Linked DNA regions of Mus musculus: region 1 is linked to region 2. The links are chromatin contacts, called in public ChIA-PET maps. All regions are on one chromosome and are shown on one strand. The core of a region is the stretch at or near the end of the contact, and the rest is flanking DNA. Distances in the headings are between cores, read along the strand shown. Region 1 holds the start of Msto1 (misato 1, mitochondrial distribution and morphology regulator). Region 2 holds the start of 1500004A13Rik (RIKEN cDNA 1500004A13 gene).

What was found. ChIA-PET counts read pairs in DNA pulled down with a chosen protein or histone mark.
Region 1: a contact with region 2 is called in an RNA polymerase II ChIA-PET map of memory CD8 T cells, with 26 read pairs. The contact joins the promoter of Msto1 here to the promoter of 1500004A13Rik in region 2. A contact is called at or near these places in 2 of 39 promoter capture datasets (cranial neural crest and frontonasal cranial neural crest), 4 of 115 datasets of contacts at active chromatin or transcription factors (effector CD8 T cells, embryonic stem cells and memory CD8 T cells) and 2 of 9 other capture datasets (adipose tissue and liver).

The regions. Positions count from the first base shown.
Region 1 is chr3:88,912,661-88,915,360 of GRCm38.p6, reverse strand. Msto1 (misato 1, mitochondrial distribution and morphology regulator) reads left to right here and starts at 1,411. Exons shown (of 14, transcript NM_144898.2): 1 at 1,411-1,568; 2 at 1,659-1,794; 3 at 2,434-2,503; 4 at 2,583-2,658. The coding sequence starts at 1,485.
Region 2 is chr3:88,831,227-88,833,982 of GRCm38.p6, reverse strand. 1500004A13Rik (RIKEN cDNA 1500004A13 gene) reads left to right here and starts at 1,436. Exons shown (of 3, transcript NR_160680.1): 1 at 1,436-1,719.

The DNA.
Region 1 (2,700 bases), core at 162-2,661, 81 kb before region 2:
CATTGCTCTTCCAGAGGTCCTGAATTCAAATCCCAGCAACCACGTGGTGGCTCACAACCACCTGTAATGAGATCTGATGCCCTCTTCTAGTGTCTCTGAAGACAGCGACAGTGTACTTACTTATAATAATAAATAAATCTTAAAAAAAGAAATAAATCTAAAAAAAAATCTCAAAATTAAAAGGCAGTCATTCTTTAAAATACTGTTCTATATGATGCATTTTTCTAAGTATTTTACTAGCAATGTGCTTATGTTCAGAATAATGTACACAGCTAGGGATTTGGTTCCGTACTACCCTGTGGGTGCTCAGGTTAGAACTCTGGTCTGCAGGCTTGGCAGCTCCCAAGCTCCCCTTAACCCATCGAGGATTTTGCCTGGACCCATTTATTTTATTCATAAGTGAATACTAGATGGTCCAAAAGAAACAGAGCAAGCCATTTGGAATAGTAATTTGTTTTGTTTGTTTTGTAACTTAGATATGGTCTCATGCAGTCAGGTGAGCCTTCAACTTGCTTCGGAGCCAAGGATGAATAATCTCTCTCCGCATCCTAGGAGGGCTTACAGGTTCCAGCCATCACATGCGGCTTGGAAACGCTCTACAAATTGGATAGCCAAACGTTTATAAAAACATAAAAGACTGTTCCCACAGCCGGGTATGGTGGCACACGTCTTTAATCCCAGCACTTGGGAGGCAGAGGCAGACAGATGTCTGAGTTTGAGGCCAGCCTGGTCTACAAAGTGAGTTCCAGGACAGCCAGGGCTATACAAAGAAACCCTGTCTCAAGACAAACAAACAAGCAAACAAAAGACTGTTCCCAACCTTATCAGTGGCACGGCCTTTGATTCCAGCACTCCGGAAGTGGAGGCTTGATTTCTTTTGAGTTTGAAGCCAGCCTGCTTTACACAGTCATTTCAGGCCAGCCAGGGGTTACATACTGAGAATCCATCTCAAAAAGATAAAAATAACGAACCAAGTCAAAGAATAAATGAAAAGAGCACTTAAGTACAATCAAACTACATGAACACGCGAGAAAGGGACTACAATCTTCCCCAGAACCTAACAGAAACCGAACCATGGGGCCAGCCCACTGGTTTAGCAGGGCTGGGACATTAGAGATGGGAAAAGGAAGTGAGTGGGAGGATCCAGAGGAGTCGAATTCCCCCTCAGATTTTTTTTATCCCCTCGCGTGAATTATTAGCTACAGGAGAGGGGCATCTGCGCGAAGAGAGACAGAAGCAGGTGAGAGAACCTTCCATGACCTTGGCCAGACCCGCCACAGTCTGAGGCGCAGAAGGAACGGAGAGACAACAGCCGATCGCGGCAGCTTCCTACATTCCAAGAAGAGGAAGAGGCGGGGCGTGAGCTGCGGCCTCGGAGACCAACGAATCGGGAGGCCAACGGGAAAGCACGTGCTCGCGCGGGAGCCGCCCCCTCCGGCTGATGGGCCCGCGGCGGCAGTGGAGTGCCCAAGAGCAGCGGCGGTATGGCGGGCGGGGCCCGCGAGGTGCTCACGCTGCAGTTGGGACATTTCGCGGGTTTCGTGGGGGCGCACTGGTGGAACCAGCAGGTCAGGCACCTAGCGGCAGCCCGGCGTTCCCCGCAGACAGTACCGGCCCTGCCCCTCTTCCCCCTCCGCTCAGCCCTGTGACCCCTACAGGATGCTGCGCTGGGACGCATGGCCGAGGACGAAGAGTCGCCAGGCGAGCTGTGCCCCGACGTCTTGTACAGAACAGGCCGGACACTGCATGGCCAGGAAACCTATACGCCTCGACTCATCCTAATGGATCTGAAAGGTGAGGCGATGGTGGGCTCAGCCAAGTTTTCCCGTGTGGCGTGCGAGGGCCCTAGCATCAGTTCACTTCAGATACCGGATCGGGCACAACCCCCGACGATGTCGAAAAGGCAAGTTTACTTCAGGATCTGGCTCTGGAATTGTCAGTATAATGTTAAGCTGCTTGCACTCACACCTACAGACGGACCACAGCTTGTTTTGTTTTTTTGTTTGTTTGTTTTCGAGACAGGGTTTCTCTGTATAGCCCTGGCTGTCCTGGAACTCACTTTGTAGACCAGGCTGGCCTCGAACTCAGAAATCCGCCTGCCTCTGCCTCCCTAGTGCTGGGATTAAAGGCGTAAACCACCACTGCCCGGCTGGACCACAGCTTTTGAGAGAAGGATGGATTCCATATTCCCTGTCCCATCTAATGTATATCCAAGTGCCATGTAGTTGGGCACGCCCTTAATCCCAGCCAAGGCAGGTAGAAGCTCTGAGTTCAAAACCAATTTGTCTGTATTGTTGGAAACTACTCAGGGCTACAAAGGGACACCTCATCTAGGTAGAGAGGAACTGCCACACCATATTCCCTGACAGGTGATCAGTTTAGTCTTGATCACATGACCCCCTAGGTTTAACCTTGCCTTTCATTTCTGGGCAGGTAGTCTGAACACTCTAAAAGAAGAAGGTAACCTCTACAGAGACCGACAGCTAGAGGCTGCAGTAGCGTGGTAAGTACCGCTCCTGTGAGCATGGCCCACTGTGTGTACATAGACGGCTGGAGAACTCTGCTTACTCTTACTCTTTCAGGCAGGGGAAGCTCAGCACACACAGAGATGACGCCCAACCAAAGAACCCAAACCTCCAGGGCCTTCTGAGTGCAGAGGTGATGACGAGGGGTGGGGCTCTGTCCCAAACCTTTAAACCT
Region 2 (2,756 bases), core at 187-2,686:
TAATTTCCAGTTATCTCTCTTTAGCCTCCAAATACCAGGTTAACTAAAAATGCAGTGGTCTTTTCCTTGCAAGTAGTATAAAAGCAGTTTCCCAATTGAGTATAATAATTTAAAAAAAAAAAGTTTTGAGTTTCAGTGATGATACAAATTATGCTTAGGAAAAATAATCAGGAAACTTTAAAAATCAATTCATTCATCTTTTCTAGTAGTTTCTCTAACTTAAAAAATACACTTTTTAGGCAGAGTGGTCTATGACTGTAACACTAGCATTTGGCAGGTGTTGAAAGGAGTTCAAGACCAGCCTGGACTACACAGTAAGTTCAAGGTCAGTCTGTATTACCCAAGACCCTGTCAATAAATGTAATTAAAATTACTCTTGACAGGCTGTGGTGGCTCAATAGGAGATTGTAATCCTATCAATAGGAGATTTCCAGTCCAGTATAGGCTGGCTAAACAAATGAGTTGCAGAGCAGCCTGGTTGAGAGAGACTGTCTTTTTGAAAAATCACAACTTCTCTTCTCTGTCATTGGGGAGGGGGGGGGGTCACATTAAGAAACCAAAAGCGCTCTTTTGGTCACAGCTGGCCTGATCTTGGAATCAAAACCCAAACCCTACAAAGGAAAAGAAAGGCGACAGGCCATTAGCAGAGACAAAGGAATCTCCAACTGCGGAGAAAAGCCAGGTTCCGAGAAAGAGCCCTCACCTCGGCCACATGTTCCCATGTCCTCAATCTAAAGTCAGAGCCACCCGAGCATGTGCAGCAGGGTGAAGCGACTCATTATTATTATCATTATTATTATTATTATTTTGCATATTTTCTGGTGTTTTATACTCCAGAGTACTGGGTTTAAAAGCATGCACCACTACTGCCCAGCCGACTTTAAGTCTTTATTATTGTCTCTGCTTTTCTGAGATAGGTTCTTGTTATACACGTCAGACTGGCCTGAAACTCTTGATCCTTCTGCTTCTACCCAGGTTTCAATCTTTAGTCAGTTTCCATAAATGCCTTTACTGTTTCAGGAGTGCGCTAAAATAATAGCCATCAATACTGAAACAGTATAGAATTTTGCTTTTCTCAACTCCTCGGACCCAGAAGGTTCAGCTTCTAGCTATATAAACTCAGGCAACTAGAATTACAGCTTCAGAAGACGCTAAAGCGACTATCTTCCTGCCCTTCTGTATTTGGAGACCTATCCAAGACTGTCCTTGACTCTCCTTCCTCACCCACTTGAGTGCTATAGTCACAGGGATGTGCGACTGAGCTAGCTAAACACCCACACTTCTTACTGGGCTTTGAAATTTAGCCACAATCGCCCACAGCCTGTGAATGGGCGGAGACTCATCCTCGGAAAAACTCGGCAGTGGGCGGGGTCTTCTCTCGAAGAGCTTCCGGAATCTTTCGGGCAGAGGCGGAGTCTTCTGCCAAGGGCCTTTCAGAAGAGGCGGAGCCTATCTCTCATCAGGACCAGTCTGACTGCACCTGCATCCTTAGCTCAGAGCATCCCTGGAGCATCTAAGAGGAAAGCGCAGCTAGCAACCAGGGATCGTACTGCAGGGGCAATCGGTCATGCACCTTCCCCTCCCCTGATCTGGAGGTCTACAGCCGCGGCCTCGGTACTGACCGAGATTCCCAAAGTTGTCTGACCTCTGCAAAAGTGTTTCTATCAACAGCCTCTGATTACAACATGGCTGAGATCACAAATATACGCCCCAGCTTTGGTAAGTAGAGCCTGACAAACTAATTTGGGGGCGATCAGTGCCGTTGCAATGCCAGATAGCTGAGGAATGGGCGGGGAGTGAAGTCCAAATGGGACCCTCTCATTGCCAGCCCAGCCAGAATAGGGCCTGAGGTCATGAGTAGAAGGCTGTGGAGAACCTCTGAATTTCAGCTGTGGGATGCAGGCTCTGGCAAGGGCAGAGTGCCACCGAGGATAGGCAGGTCCAGGACGCTAAAACCTTGATGGTAAACCCTTGATGGTGCACTGTCAGCACGTCTGGAGGTGAGAAATGGCAAGCTTGCAGAGGATGTGAACAACCCCCCCCCACCCCTCTTTCTGGAGGAAGAGAGGTGAGGTAGGCGGAGCCCTCCCCCTAGGGGCACACAGGGCGGTGCCCCTTCCTCCCCCTCCTACTTCTGAGGGCTGCAGAAGAGGAAAGTGGGGAGGGGGATGGGACATCAAGATGGCAGCGTGGAGACTATGGGCTGTATGGCTGGAAGCCAAGGGAGGCGGAGGCCTCCAGGGAAAGAAGGGTGCGGGGGTGGGGAGCACAAATGAAGCCACTCCTTAAGCCGGTCAGAGGGTTGCTAGGGCTGGGGTAAAATGCTAGCCCTGCATGCTTCTTTCTGCACCGTAATGGTGTAGTCCTTCGCGGTGTTACCAAATGGCGCTTGGCGCCGCCGGGCGGAGAGATGACGTGATGTCTATTTCTGAACCTCCTGGCAGTGCCTAGGCGCCCCTTCCGGGGCCTTTGTTCCCTGTTTTCCCGGTCTGGCTTTTCAAATAGGGGTACTCACCCGCGCTGGTGCTGGCCAGGGAGGCAATCCTGGCCTGGGGGAGGGGCTGGAGAGGCCCAGCCCGGGGGAGGCTGCTTTGTGTACCACAGAAAGCATTACGTCATCTTGGAGTGGCTGGTCTGCGACCTAGCCCTCTGGGTTCTCAGAGCACTTTTACACTCCCTGGGGCAGAAAGTGCTGTGGTAAATAGGTGGGAAAGAAAGCAAGAGAGGCTTGGCCAAGTCCTTTCCTCTTGGGGAAC